Regions from separate parts of the Mus musculus genome. Here all the other regions are linked to region 1. Evidence: chromatin contacts called from public Hi-C and HiChIP or PLAC-seq data. All regions are on one chromosome and are shown on one strand. Each heading gives the region's core, a stretch centred on a gene start, on an enhancer-like site or on the middle of the called end of the contact. The rest is flanking DNA. Distances are from core to core; before and after follow the strand shown.

The links. A called contact is a pair of places that touch in the nucleus more often than the background predicts. HiChIP or PLAC-seq counts read pairs in DNA pulled down with a chosen protein or histone mark.
Region 2: a Hi-C map of B cells shows a contact between it and region 1, with 8 read pairs. The contact joins the promoter of Dusp4 here to the promoter of Prag1 in region 1. A contact is called at or near these places in 2 of 484 Hi-C or Micro-C datasets (B cells and CD4 T cells).
Region 3: a FOXA1 HiChIP or PLAC-seq map of pancreatic cancer cells shows a contact between it and region 1. The contact joins the enhancer-like site here to the promoter of Prag1 in region 1. A contact is called at or near these places in 5 of 39 promoter capture datasets (the 3T3-L1 cell line, hematopoietic stem and progenitor cells, liver and 1 more) and 1 of 115 datasets of contacts at active chromatin or transcription factors (pancreatic cancer cells).

Annotation. Positions count from the first base shown.
Region 1 is chr8:36,091,496-36,096,410 of GRCm38.p6, forward strand. It overlaps Prag1 (PEAK1 related kinase activating pseudokinase 1), which reads left to right and starts at 3,333. Exons shown (of 6, transcript NM_172911.3): 1 at 3,333-3,493.
Region 2 is chr8:34,805,636-34,810,358 of GRCm38.p6, forward strand. It overlaps Dusp4 (dual specificity phosphatase 4), which reads left to right and starts at 1,975. Exons shown (of 4, transcript NM_176933.4): 1 at 1,975-2,538. The coding sequence starts at 2,094.
Region 3 is chr8:34,222,652-34,227,195 of GRCm38.p6, forward strand. It overlaps Gm29243 (predicted gene 29243), which reads left to right. Exons shown (of 4, transcript NR_166073.1): 3 at 1,211-1,317; 4 at 3,380-3,499. Among named protein-coding and RNA genes, the nearest start is that of Gm29243, 8.1 kb to the left of the region's middle. Within about 2 kb of position 2,525, at least 50 of the 459 cell types and tissues checked have an H3K27ac peak or open chromatin away from gene starts, as enhancers often do. A contact at or near this core is called in pancreatic cancer cells, where this site is marked.

The DNA.
Region 1 (4,915 bases), core at 2,083-4,582:
CACAGCCAATGCTTCATTGAGGAAGCTAGTAAATATGGCACTCGGTCAATCAGTCCTGCAGTTCTCTCCAAGTCTGAATCTCTCGAAAGAAGCTGTCCTTGCTCACCTCCTTGCCGTGTCCCTATCAAAGGTCACTGTCTCCCATCTGGACCCAGGATAGAAACTGTCATGCTTCTTATTTCTAATCTTTTTCCCCACTTCCTAGTCCACCTGGAAGGCAAGATCCAAGGAACCCTGAAGAGAAACCACCTTAGATGACATCACTCTGTTGCAGAAATGCCTGTGCTTTCTTATTGGCTCACCGGCAAGCCAGCTCTTTCCACCCAGTGTCACCTTACACTGTGCTGTGTCTCTTGTCCTCATACTCCTGCCAGACTGCCATCGAAGTCGGGGGGGGGGGGGCACTCCCAAATCCATTCCTTTGTAGAGATACCATTCCTTCAGTCTGGAAAGTCCCCATTGTCCCAAAATAGCAACCTTTCTCATTACAAAGGCCCCTTCCTCCATGAAAACTCTCTCTCTCTCTCTCTCTCTCTCTCTCTCTCTCTCTCTCTCTCTCTCTCTCTCCCTACCTGACTCACTTCCATTCCCTTCCGAGTGCTTCTATTTGTCTCTTACTTTTTCCCTATAACTTCCTAAGGAGAAGCAACTCGATAAATATTAATGGACTGAAATTGAACACCTTTCTGACATTAAGGTGAGAGGCATTTCTGTTTCATCCAGATGGAGAAAGACCGGGCATGAGAATTCTTTAGCCCAGTCTACATGCTCTCTGAGCCCTCTCAAATATCCCGGCTCCGGTTTTCTTAGGATAATTTAATGGCACACACTTCTTGCTTCTGCCTCTTTGGTTCTTCAGTTATAAACTACATTACCTTACCCCCAAGCACCCCTGTCTCAATCTTGTCTCTCAATCTCCTAAAATTTAACAGCTCTCTTGTACAGAATGGCGCCCAAGCACTAAAACACCCAAGAGAATTGCTCTTACAAAAGGTCTGATCTGTATCAAAGAGCTCCATCCCTGAGTAGAAAACACCATGAAAAGCAAGTCGCCAGATGCAAAGTGCTGAGCACACACAAATTGCACTGCATTGCAGGGTGCGGGGTGCGGGGTGCGAGTCTAAGCCAAACGTCCACCACATGCACGAGCTTACCAGTTTCACAGGGAATTATAACACACCGAACAGCTGCAGGACAGGCACTGTGCAAGTGGGTGGTATTTTGTATACATCTTTGCCACTTTTGAAGATTTGTTTTTCATTAGGCAGGCTGAAGCCTTTTTTGCTGCCACATAGCTGGCATAAAAGGGGAAAGAAAAAGCCATGTTATGGATCAGCAGTGGCAGTATTGTGTATTTATCTCCTGTAAGCCCAGCAAACCATTTGGGAACCATTTATTGAGCAGAAATTCCAAATTAACCCTTCACTTGCTGTGCCATGCTATAGAACCACAGCGGTCTCTCTGTGTTGCAAACTTTGCTTCTTTATTGTGTTCTTTGGGTTCTTTGTGCATTAAGGATAAATTGGGTAAAGAGAGTAAAAAGTGTGGAAGTGTCTCTTATGTGCTTGGCATGGCCTTTATTTATCCTGGGAAGTGTCTATGCCCCCTGGAGAGGACTGAAAGATGTGGGGAGCTGAATGCTGAGAGCCATGAATGATCCAAAATCCCCATGAGAGGGCCCAGTGTCACTGAACTGAAAGCCCCTCTTGGGTCCGGATTGTGTTTGTCCAGTGCAAACCATTTTGTACCTGTCTGCTTGTTGGCACTTTCCCCTCTGGTGTCTTCATAAGTAGACTGGACCCCTCAGGAGAATGTAATGCTGCTGGCGCCGTTCCACCAGAGTTTTCCTTATGTACTTGTTGAAATGATTGACTGGTAGGGCAATGTGGTGGACTCTCGGTGGAATCAGGCAGCTCTTGGTTCCCATCTCAACACTACCACTTTTCACCTGAGGAGCCCTGGCAAAGGATAGGACCCTTCTGGACCTGTGTTATGCTGTGTCAAATGTGCTAACCCTGCCCTGTGACGTTGCCTGGCACGTAGTAGGTTCTTCATGAATGTTAGTACGACTCCTATTCACCTTCCTATCAGTCTTTCCGTACTTAAATGGGTAATGAGGGACATTGAATGATAAGTAAATTCTCCTTATGGTCCCTTTGCACTCCTTACATAGAAGCCACACATATCCAAAACATGTCTTCTTCCTCTTTCATATTCTATATAGCGCTGCCAGTGTTAACACCACATAAAGGCGAAGAGGGGGAGGGTCTGAGTGGTGCCTTCCTTCTCTCCGTGGAATCATCCTGATTAAGGATGTAACACCGCGCTGCCTCTGTAAAGCAAAGGGAAGCAACCAGATGTGTTGAGGGGGGGGTGCGGGGGAGGATTCCGTTTTCACTCAGGCTTGGCCCTGAGCAGTAACTTCAGTGCCTGGCTTCTTAGGGAACACCCAGGGCAAGGTGCAAGTCTGTCCTACTCAGGCAGCTGGAGGAAGGGAGGCGACTGGCTGGCCCTCTCCTGAGAGTTAAAAAAGATTTTTCGCCCGAGGAACAATATCTTGAACTCCTTGTATCTCAGCCAGTGACTCACGCACTGGAAGCGGTGTAAACACAGGTGGAGGACCTGGGTGCCCCAGCATGATTGAAGGCCGGTCCTCCAGGCCAACATTTGCATTCCACTGTTAAAACACTAAAGTTCAAAGAGATGTGCTGAGCCATTTGCTAGAGGCCTGGACATGAGGAGCTGAGCAGGACCTGAAATCTCTCAGCCAGCCCTGCTCCAGCCGGCTTGTGGTTCTCCTAGGATAACAGTACGTGGCAGTGAAGGCGCTCACGCCTCTTTCAGAGCCCACCGCCCTAGATCTTATTATTGTACTCCGGATCCCCTCTCTTCCATGTTTCGTTCTTTTGCTCCCTCCCTACCAGGGTCTCCTAGGGTCGGCTGGGTGGAGGGATGAGAATGCATTTACTCCGACAGACACACCTATCTGTGCATTGTGGTTAAGGAAAGCTGGGAGCACCAGAGATCTTCCAAGCAGAACTGCGCTGAGCTGGGATTGAGCTGGGGACGCTCTGGGGGGCTCAGCTCCAGGTCTAGGGGCGCCAAGGCTCGGGCTGGGGGCGGAGCCTCGCTGTGGCGAGCGAGGGGGCGGGGCGCGGTGCGGAGTTCCTAGGGACCTGGGCAGGGGCGATCGCCCGCCCTCCTGGACTGGGGACGAGCAGAGTGGCGGGACGCGCAGGCCCGGTGGAGACGCGGGGCAGCGGCAAGGACTGCGGGGGTGCGGCGGGAGCGGAGCGGGCGGCGTCACCCGAGGCGGAGGGGGCGGAGCCGCGATCGCAGCTGCCACCCGGCCGCCGGGCCCAGGCAGAAGTCAGCCGCCCGCGGCTGGGCAAGCACTCCGCGCAGACACGCTAAAGACAATGCTCCGAGGCGTCCGGCGGGGCAACGGACTGCTGGGTCACCGACGGCGAGGCTGCGAGACCGCAGACCCCAGGTGAGCCCACCACTCTCTCTCCAGATCCCGCCGCTTTTTGTCTGACGAACGTGGCGGCCCAGGGGCTTTCGCAGAGTCGCTGCGGTGGCCCGGCGGGCCAGCCCCTGCTGGCGTCCCCAGGGGTGACAGGCTACCGATCCGGAGCGCGTGGAGAGTCCGGACCTCGTGCTCAGGGTTGTGCCCTCGGTGCAGGTTCCGAGACGGGAAAGCTGGGGAGTCGGAGGGGTATTTTCAATTCTTTTGAGAAACGCTCGCTTTGAAACTGGGAAACTTTTCCTTGGAGTTCCGGGAAGGGTGATCGACTGCTGTAATGGTTTTACTGGTCTTGCTGGTCTGGCTGCTCTGTTTTGTGTGTTGGGAACTGCTCCTTTTGCAGTGAGTATTGTCAAAGGAGCAGAGGGGCAGAGGCCGTTCGGGCTGCTCCGGCCAGACCCGGAGGTGACGAATTGGGGGTCCAGGGAAGCCACCTTTAGGCTGCAGCTGATCTCTGAAGGAAGGTGCTATCTGTTTGATGAACCTTGGTGATCATTCCATACCTGGAGCTAGCTCCCAACCTTTGCTTGTGATGTCCCCTCTGCAGCCGGGCGCACACACCCACATGCACCCACATGCACACGCAAGCACGCTTACCCTTGGAAAATAGAATCTCTGCTTGTGTGTGAGTCCTGGGAATGCGAATGGAGGCGGCTGAGCAATTCTCAGCCCACAGCGCTCGCTCACTGTGTCTGTTCTCCCAGGTAAAGCTCAACCATGGTTTTGCAGAGCCTATTGTAGAGCCCAAAGGTCTAAGGCTGAGGAGTTTTGCAACGGATTCAGTTCAGACTCAGGTTGGAAAGGCTTAACTGATCACAGTTCTCAACTCTACCTTACAGCCCCTTCTGAGGAGATTTGACAGGAGGCCCCAGAGAAAGCAAGTTGGCTTTCCTAGGGTCCCTCAGAACTTTGCTCCCCTTATTGGATCAGACTGCAGGCTTCAAGTCCACACTCCTCCTACTATGATTGCTCAGAAAGTAGAAAATAAAAAGATATGTAGATACCATTATATACCCTCAGTGCTGGGGCTGGGGTGAGGTGGGGTGTTAGGGTAGTCATGTCCTGCTTTCTCCCTAGACCACGCTGGCTAATGGAATATAATGCATTAATCTATATACTTTCCATACATACTATACCTTTGGGGGGTTGCATTATTATTTTTTTTTTGTAAAATACAAGAAGCAATATTATTTAGATGGAAAATTGTGGAATTCTATCAAGTAAGGCATGAGCAAATTTGGGTGCAAATAAGAGGGGTTTTGACCTGAATACTTAGGATCTGGCCACCCTGATTCTTCGGATTCTTTTTGAGATGGGGGTGGGAGTGTATCTGACAGCTCAGCCTTGTAAATCGTAGCGCCCCGAAGTTTGCAGAGGCAAAGCTCTGTT
Region 2 (4,723 bases), core at 725-3,224, 1.3 Mb before region 1:
GGGGCTGAGGGGTCGCTAATATGCCAGCAACAAATTAATACTCATGTAATAGTTTATTTTTTTAACTGAAGAAAAATCCATAAACAAAATAAAAACTGCAGTGCCATTTTGGAACCCGAGGCAATAAAAATAAATCTCCACAGATGATTGCTTCTCAACCCCCATAGCCCACTGGACCCTGAAAGGGGTGTCAGGGCCTTCAGAGTGCAGAGAGCCGGTAGAAGGCCTTGAAATGAGAGCTGGAGGTGATCTCGGGCGAGCAGCTACGCAGAGAACAAAGCAAAGGGTAACAGTGGAGGAGGCTGAACAGGGCGGGAAGGACCCCAAGGCTTCGGCGGCCCTCGCTGCCTTAATCAGGCTTAGTCGCAACTTGAAATGGAATATTCGACCTGGCCGCCGCTACCAAACCCCGTAATTCCCTTGTTCGGTGATTAATTCTTGCTAACAAGACTTGGCAAGATCTCGGCCAAATAATTTTTTTGGCTCTCTGTAAGGTCCCCACCACATGCGCGCATAACCTCCTCTCTTGCCAAAATCGAGCCCTTGGGAAATTAAATGCTCCCCCCCCGAAAGTAAAATGGGGGGTGGCAGATGCTACGTGACCTGGAAAGAGGGATGCGGAAACTCGAATCGTCTCCTAGCTTATTACATTTGCTTTTATAAAAGGTCATTCTTCCCATGGGCACTTTTCAGCATCTTTTCCTTCGTACCAAATGTAGACCTTAACCGTCATTTCCTTAGAGGACGTTGCGTGTGAGGAGGGAAGCGAGGACTCCCACCAAAGAGGAAAACCTCCGGGTATTCCCCCCCCCCCCCCCCATGGTTAAAAAAGCAGGTTTTAGGAAGCTTGGGCCCGAGTGCCTCCCATTCTCTTGCACGGGCACAGCATTCGGCCAATTAACGCCCCCCTCTGGGTTGTAAAGTAACAAACCCCTCCACCTCTCTTTTGTTATTGGGCTTCGGCGCGAGGGCCTTCCCTTTCATCTTTCTAAATCTGCGTTGGCCCAGGTTCCGCGGGAAGCTATAAACCAGATGTAATAGCTCGGGATGGAAATCGATCACGCTAATGTATAAACTAAGTCCGGGGAATCGCATGGAAAAAAACAAAGACAAAACACAACCGGCCGGGCACGAAGAACGAGATTAAGTCCGGCGAGGAGAGGTCCCCAAGCCCTACGGGGTGGCAGCCGCACAGTGTCAGGTTTCTCGGAGCTGCAGGAGCGAGACCTCGAAGACTGGGGAGGCCGGGGGGGTGGGGGGGAGCGCAGGGGTGAAGACCTCCACACGGAGAGCCCAGGCCTCAGTAAGGCCCCGCGTCGCCACCCGCAACGATCTCTACCAGGATCGCCGCGCTCCGGGGCTGAGGAAGGACAGGGCACCGCGCCGCGGCTCCATTCACAAAGTCCCCGAGCCGCCGGCTCGCGGGCGGGTCGGAGGCTGCCTCCTTTTCTTCCTCTAGGTCTCCGTTTTATGAATGGGCCTGGCAGCCAGCACCGAGCGCCCTGTTTACTCCTCTCTTTGTGACGTCGAGTCCCCGTGACTGGGTGCGAGGGGGCCGGCGCTCCATTCACGAGCCGGGGTGGGGGCGGGGCGGGAAGCTTGCGTTGGGGGCGGGGCCTGGCGAGGTAGTAATGACTCTTCCCTCCCCCGGGAGAGCCGGCGAGCATTAATAAATCTCTAAGCCAGAGGAGGAAACTCTGGCTGGGGCAGTGCGTGCAGCTCCGGCGGTGCAGCGGTGGGGGAAACGGCGGAGCCCACGGCAGAAGCAGCCCTAGCTAGCAAAACACACCAGAGGCGACAAACCGAGAGGAGCCCTCTCTCGTAAACACACTCCCCTGCTCGATCGCTTGCCCCGGGTGCCGCGCGCCCGCCAGCTTTGGCGCCAGAGAAGGCTGGGACTGCTATGTAACGTTGAGGCTGCGGGAGGTGGAAGCAGGGGTGTTAGAGGGAGAAGAGCCTGGGGCCAAGTTTGCGGGTCACTTCTGCAGGCGCCCTCTTAGCCCTCGCCTGGTTCCTTCTTGTTAGCCTAGCTGGCTCCGGTGCCCTTGGCCTTCTCCAGCTAGCTCCCCAGCTTACTGCGTTTTGCCGGCGACATGGTGACGATGGAGGAACTGCGGGAGATGGACTGCAGCGTGCTCAAAAGGCTGATGAACCGGGATGAGAACGGCGGCGGCGGCAGCGCGGGCGGCAACGGCAGCGGCAGCCACGGCGCCTTGGGGCTGCTGAGCGGCGGCAAGTGCCTGCTGCTGGACTGCAGGCCGTTTCTGGCTCACAGCGCGGGCTACATCCGAGGCTCGGTGAACGTGCGCTGCAATACCATCGTGCGGCGGAGGGCCAAGGGCTCCGTGAGCCTGGAGCAGATCCTGCCCGCCGAGGAAGAGGTGCGTGCCCGCCTGCGCTCTGGCCTCTACTCGGCTGTCATCGTCTACGACGAGCGCAGCCCGCGCGCCGAGAGTCTCCGGGAGGACAGCACGGTGTCGCTGGTCGTGCAGGCGTTGCGCCGGAACGCGGAGCGCACGGACATCTGCCTGCTTAAAGGTAAACGTGGGTGCCCGGGAGAGCGAGGTGGGAGGGTAGGTAGTGTAAGGGACTTGGCGGCCTGAGCCCTGCTGGGCATTGGGAGGAAAGTACCCGAGTGACTACGGGGTGCTGGAGTCCCCTTCCTCGCGTGTCTTTGTGCGTGTCAGTGTGAACGGTTTTGCTGTGGTTTGGAGCCTGAGTCCCGGGGAGGCCGTGCTGGCGCGTTTCCCCAATCACCTGCAATCCGCACGCGTCTTGGAGTTTCCGTGTTTGTTTACGCGAACGGTTCTGGCCTGGATGCTGGCAGCGGTTCCTCTGCGCAGCCCAGCTTCAAGTACTGAGAACGCGCTCTTAGGTCCCACGGGGACGAGAGAGGCCTGGTTCGGTATAACCCCGGGAACCCTAGAGGGGGGTGAAGGAAGGTGAATGCTAGGGTAGGAGCTGTCTCAGGAGTTCATACACATCGGTCAATGAGGAAAGGAGAATTGGGGTGCAGACCTGGGGAGCTATCTCTTTTTTTCCCCGCTGCCTAAACTCAGAGCTTTCTTGGATGGCGGCCAACCCCCACTTGCCCCGGTCTAAGGGAGGCTGAAGTGCTGTATTTGGGGGGGTGGGGGGACACCAGGCACAACCGCGCCTGCTCCTGCTAATCCCGGGAGCAGAGAGTTACCACCTTTTGTTCACACATCATTCTCGACTCTGCCAGCGGCGCGTGCCTGGTTCGAGCGAACCCTGGCGTAGGAAATTAGGTGGCCGGAGAGAGGGTGGCTTGTCACATTGAGAAGTCAGACACCCCAAAAGGATCGCGCAGTATCTCAGACGTTGGCAAAGGGGAGGGACCGCTCGCCGCACCTGCCAGCTCGCTCGGTGTGCCGGCCACCGGTTGGGGAGCACTGTAGGGTGCGGGGTGTGTGTGTGTGTGGGGGGGTCGGGCGCCCCCTGCTGCGCTGCTCCCCTACCTCCGGCCACCGCATTCCGTGCATTCTTTCGCGCGGGTCTGGTCTTTGCTTCCAAAGCCTGGAGGTTTGTCCGACCTCCGCCTTCCAAGAGCCGCCCATTTCCCTGCCGAGGCTCTTCGCCCCGTCTTCCAGACTTTTCCTCTTAGTGTCTTGTCTTCCTTAAGGAAGGGAGGCCGGGAGCGAAACCCTTTCTCGCGTCCCCTCCGAACGGCACCCGGTGCGGGCGAGCCAGGCTGGCCGTGCGGAACAGCGGGGGGCTTTGTTCTCCGCAGTTGTTTCCTGACCATTTGACCCGTCAGCTGCTGGGGAAACGCTGCTGTTGATCTGAGGCTGAACTGCCAGGGCGATTTTTTTCTTTTCTTTTCTTTTTTTTTCTTCCTTTTCTTTCTTTTCTTTTCTTTTCTTTTTTTTTTTTTTTTGCAAGGACCGCCTGTGGCTCCTGCAGCCGAGCCCCAGTCTCTCAGCCGGCTCCCTAAAACGCTTTAGGAGCGACGGCCAGGAACACAGGTTCCGGACCTCGCGACCGGCCAGCGGTCTGAACCGGGGCCCCACGCAGTATCCGCGGAGCCCTGCCTAGGAAAGGCGCAGGTCCCGGGTCCTCCCTCGGCGGGGTGTCCTGCCTGGGCCCCTGAATCGAGATCGCGCGGGTGGGAAAGGTGAAACTGTTTCGGGGTGAAAGTCCTAGGTTGTCCTGGGTTGCCCAGCGGTTGGATTGAGAGTCGGAGCCCATGTCTTCCAACCCTGGCTTCAGGAGTACTTCAGTCCCACGTGGAGTCAGGGATTGTTTTGTTTTTCTTCCTGGAAGAATTCCGCCTGGGACTGCCCTGAAGCTGGAGCGGCAGCTGCCTTGAGCCTGAGCCCTTAGGCTTCCTTCCTGGGTGCGGGCCCCGGGGTCGGCCGAGCGCCTAGGGAGGGAGGCATATTTTTAATGTTAAACCTATGGCTTGCGGCACTCTACCGGTCCTGGATTCGGATCTGGAGACAGGCGAGGCCAGACCAGTTCTGAGAGATGCTTCAGGGCGAATATTGATGTAAGACTGGACAGGACAGGTGGCCTCTGGGCAAAATGACAGTCCCATCCGTAATGGGTGCCTGGCCCACAGAAAGGCAGCATTTCCTTCAAGTCGCGTTTTCCACCCCCTTCTCTCACTGGGCCGGGAGGATCAATCACCCTACCCCCTCAAATGCCAAAGGCCTTCTTCCCAGTCCTCTGAGGTGACGCTCTTCTAGGCCTGGTCACAGGC
Region 3 (4,544 bases), core at 1,275-3,774, 1.9 Mb before region 1:
TTAACATAATTGGCTGGTGCTGGAAGTCATATAATAAACTTAGTTTCTGCTCTCCTCTGCATTGGTGGTCATTAGGCAGGGGGTGGGCTTGTAACCTGGGGAGGCAGGTTGCTGGGGAAATAACCTGGAGATGCTGGTATTGTTGAGGGTGTAACCTGGAGATACTGGTCTTGTTAGGAATTAATCTAGAGACTGGAGCTAGGCTCTGGTTTTGTTGGGGGTGAGGGCAACTTGGAAACTAATGTTAGGTACCAGCCTGTTAGTTTACCTGAGTTCAAACTTGGGTTAGGTTCTCTAAAATGGAGTCAGAACTCAAAAGATTTGGTCTCTCAGCAATGAAAAGGAAGATCTAATTAGGGAAAGATGAGGCAGAAGAGGCAACTGAGGGTCCTTTTAGTCCTGATGAAGTCTTTAGACCTCACTCTGAGATAAGGGAGAAGCCATAGGAGATTTCTCTGACCAGAGAGTTATTATATTTCAATGTTTAAAGGACCAGGCAGGCTGCAATGCAATGAGAGCAGTTCACTGAGGCAGCTGTGGGGAACAGGAGACCTGACCGACCCAAGGTCATTAGATCAGGATTGGGTGGTGAGGCGTGAGATTGCCCAGATTGGGATGTAGCTGCCCAGAATGGTCAGCAGAGGTAGGTAGGTTGGATGGATGAATGGGGAGGGGAAGGGGGGAATGCAAAGACAGAGAGACATAGATGAAGAGACAGACAGACAGACACACAGAGAGACAGAGACAGAAAGAAACAAAGTCAGAAAGACGGAGACAGAAGAGGAGAATCTAACTTAAGCCAAAGTTGATGTCACAATTGATTTCTCATCTGAGTACTGAGAATAATGGTGAAGTTGTCTGTAAAAGATGGAAATACCTGGGAGTGGACATAACTGGACCTTGGAAATGTGAAGTCTGAGATGTGTTTTCAATACTGGAATGAGTCAGAGTTTGATTTACAAACCGATAGCTGTGTAAGGAGACTTGGTATCCCATGGAGAGGTACTTCAAAATCGAACACATGCATTTCTGCATTTCTGAGTCTTGAAATTTGAAATCTTCGCCCTCCGTCTGACTTTTTGCATAAAGTCTCCATATTTACCACCAACCGAAGGCTGGTTTTCCCTATTAGAAGGCTAACTTTCTTCAACTGATTTTAGTGGGAAGCTCTCTACCACAGCATTCCTACCACAGCATTCCTCTACCGCAGGGAGATGCCATGGCTGACGGAGTCCTCATTGGGAAGCAGAGTCTTTGCTGGCTGCTTGGTTCACTTGGGTGGCTACTGCTGTTGCCTTATTTACAGAGTGGAGATGGGTAAGAAGCCTGGGGTAGCCACCTCCCCAAGTTCCCTGTGGTGACAAAGAAGATCATTCCTACCCCCCCCCTTTCCCCAGTGGCTATAGCAGTCTACGCAAGTTTCAGGCTGACTTCCATTGAGTGAGGTTTCAGTAAGGGAAGAGTCAACCCAGCGATCGTAAGTAACTAAATTCCTTCTGTAGATTAAGGGTCCAGCTGATGCTAAGACAATTTCCCAAGATTCTGAAGGTCGAGGGTCATAATACAATACACTCTAAAGGAAGAAGCAAATCTAATCCCGCTCACCCCATTATCTCTTGCTCTTGGCTCCAAGAAAGATTCTGTAGGTAGCAATAAGATTTTTACATTGGATGCTGCTCATGGTATCAACAAAACAATTTCTCTGTCTCAGAGAGTCGGAGCTCATAGCCTGTGTTTCCTCTCTTCCCCATTCCTTTTGCTTCCTTTTATTCTCCGTGAAGGTGTTAATGAACGGTTAATTGCTTAAGGGTGGGCTTGCTGACAAAGAAGAATAAGGACAGGAAAGCAGTGATAACAGTTTGAAAAACTGTGAATAGAGAACTGTAAAAGCAGGCTTCCGCAGAGCCTGGGGTGTGGGGGTGGGGGCTGGGTAGGCAGATTAATCTAGTTCCTTACCTCTGGCTCCCACCCAGCATCTTCCACTCCCATCTCCTTCCCTCAGTTTTGTCACAGCGTTTGAGGGTTTAATTGAAGACCTGCAGAGGAGAAAGTGCTACGGCCACTAACTGGCTGGTTATATTATGGGAAAGAGACTTGAGAGTAAACAGAGGGCCTTCTGCTCTGAGCACAGTGCTGAGAACCTGAAGTCAGGCAGAGGAGAGCCTGAGCCAAGGCTGTATATTAGTTTAATATTTGTAGACCCAATGTGATGCTCAAGATGGAGAGAGAGAGAGAGAGAGAGAGAGAGAGAGAGAGAGGTTCCATTCACCTTGGCCCTGAGATGAAGCCACACTAAGGGAGTCTAAGCAAGAGAAGCACGCAGAAGCGAACTTTTGTACCCTTGACTTTTGCAGAAGGCTCGCCCAGTTCATCTTCTATTTCCCCAGAATTCCCTTTCCTCATGCCTTTCTTCTCTGACTCACCGTCCTAGCTGTTCTTTACTGTGAAAGCACACACACAGTGTCCACCAGACAGTGGCTGGAACCTCTCATTGACAGGATGGCCCGACAGCGTGGGCTCTGTATGGAATCATGGTGTGCTGTGTGTGACTCACTCCTTGTTTTACCACCATCTGAGTCGGCCATCAGCCCATCCATTATCTGTGGCTTGTAAGCCTATTACATTAGCTCATCTCTTTTTGCCCAGTTGACATCCGGTCTTCTTCCTTTGTTGGAGTCCCCGGGACCGGCTGCATTACCTTCTCATGTGCTCATTGCCCCGTATGGTGTCATCCACAGATAACATTAACATGCCGTTTACACTTTCCTGGGTCACTAATCCAAATGTTAAATGAGTCAGAGGGTGACACTTGGCATTCACCATCTGTGGTGGGTTGACATTTGCCACTCCTGCAAACATTCACCCTCTTAAAGCAGGACCGGATCTGGTGCTTGTCAAAACCGGACCCATTCAAACCCTAATGATGTTGGTATGTGCAGCAACAGCACTCTTGTTAGCTATAACCTTTGTTCATAGTCACCCTCCTGCCCCGCCCCCACCCCACGCCTGTGGCCTGTGGAACCAAGAACTGGCTGGAGTCTGGGAGTAAGGACAAAGGTAGTGACGGGATGCCAGAGGATGCTGCCAGATGGCAGAGTTGGGGGGCTCAGCCGTCTGATCACTCAGAACCTATAAGCAAATGGCAGTGCCCTGCAGTATTGTCAAGACCGGATAGTGAAGGTGTGCTAGCACAAGCTAGCTCTGTTGAGTTACTTGAGATGCAAATTAGATTCATGAAGAAAACCTATTTGGCTTCCTTGACTACTGTGATGAACTAGACCCTTAAGCTTCTACACCATTTAGAACTGATGGAATACTGTTTTCCTGGCTGAACTACTAAATATTGATTTATAATTTTCTCTCTTTCTCTCACTCCTAGAGATGAAATCCAAGGTCTTTCAAGATATGCAAATGAAGCATCCTTTTTAAATTCAAATTGTGGCATAGCATTAAAAAACTTATTTTGATTAAAAATTATACTTGTGAATCTTCCCATTCACTTACTCTTTCTTTTGTTTGATTTTTATTTCTTTTAAAGACATTTTAAAATTTTAATTTATATATATGTGTGTGTGTGTGTGTGTGTGTGTGTGTGTGTGTGTGTGTGTGTGTGTGTTTACTCACATGTGCAAGGCCACAGAGGCTAGAAGAGGGTGCTGGATTTCCTGGAACTAGAGTTGCAGGTGGTGTGAGTCACCTGATGCAGATGCTGGGAATTGAACTTGGACCCTGTGTGAGAGTGTCTTAACTGTTGGATCATCTCCCCGTCCCCCATCCCTGCCACCCCCCCATCCCTGCCGCCCCCTTGACATTATTTCTTGATAGGAGATTTTGTTTTGTTTTCTAAAAACCTGTACTGACTCTCCGTGTGTGAGTGTATGTTTTACCCTGAACTGTGCTGGCTTGTAAAACAGAATCGCATAGATTTTATGTATCTCTGATTTCCAGTTTTGCTGTGTATCTTCTCTCCTCTCATCCTCTTTCCTTCCTTGTAGGGGATTTTAATTCAGAGCTTTGCCTATGCTAAGCTTTTACTAACATGAGCTATACCCTGGACCCTAATATTTTTTTTTTCTTTCAGAGTGACTCTTCAAAACTTCATTCTATAGATATTATTTCTTGGGAGAACTGGAGTTTTATTTCAAAATGTCCTTCTCTCTCTCTCTCTCTCTCTCTCTCTCTCTCTCTCTCTCTCTCTCCCCCTCCTCTTCCCCCTCCCCCTCCTCTCTCCTCTCCCTTTCCCTATGTCTCCCCTCTCCCTTTTCATCTCCCTCACCCCTCTCCCTCTCTGTTCATACTTGAGAAGCTGTTTTCTGTGTATTCCAGGGTAAGCTTAACTTTATAATCCCCATGTCTCAGCTTCCTAAGGGCTGACATTCCAAGCATATGCGTCCATACTAGTGATTTTTACACTTTGAACAGACTTTCAGAATGGATTATGATTTCTTCCTTTTTCCTTCCTTCCTTCCTTCCTTCCTTCCTTCCTTCCTTCCTTCCTTCCTTCCTTCCTTCCTCCCTCCCTCCCTCCCTCCCTCCCTCCCTCC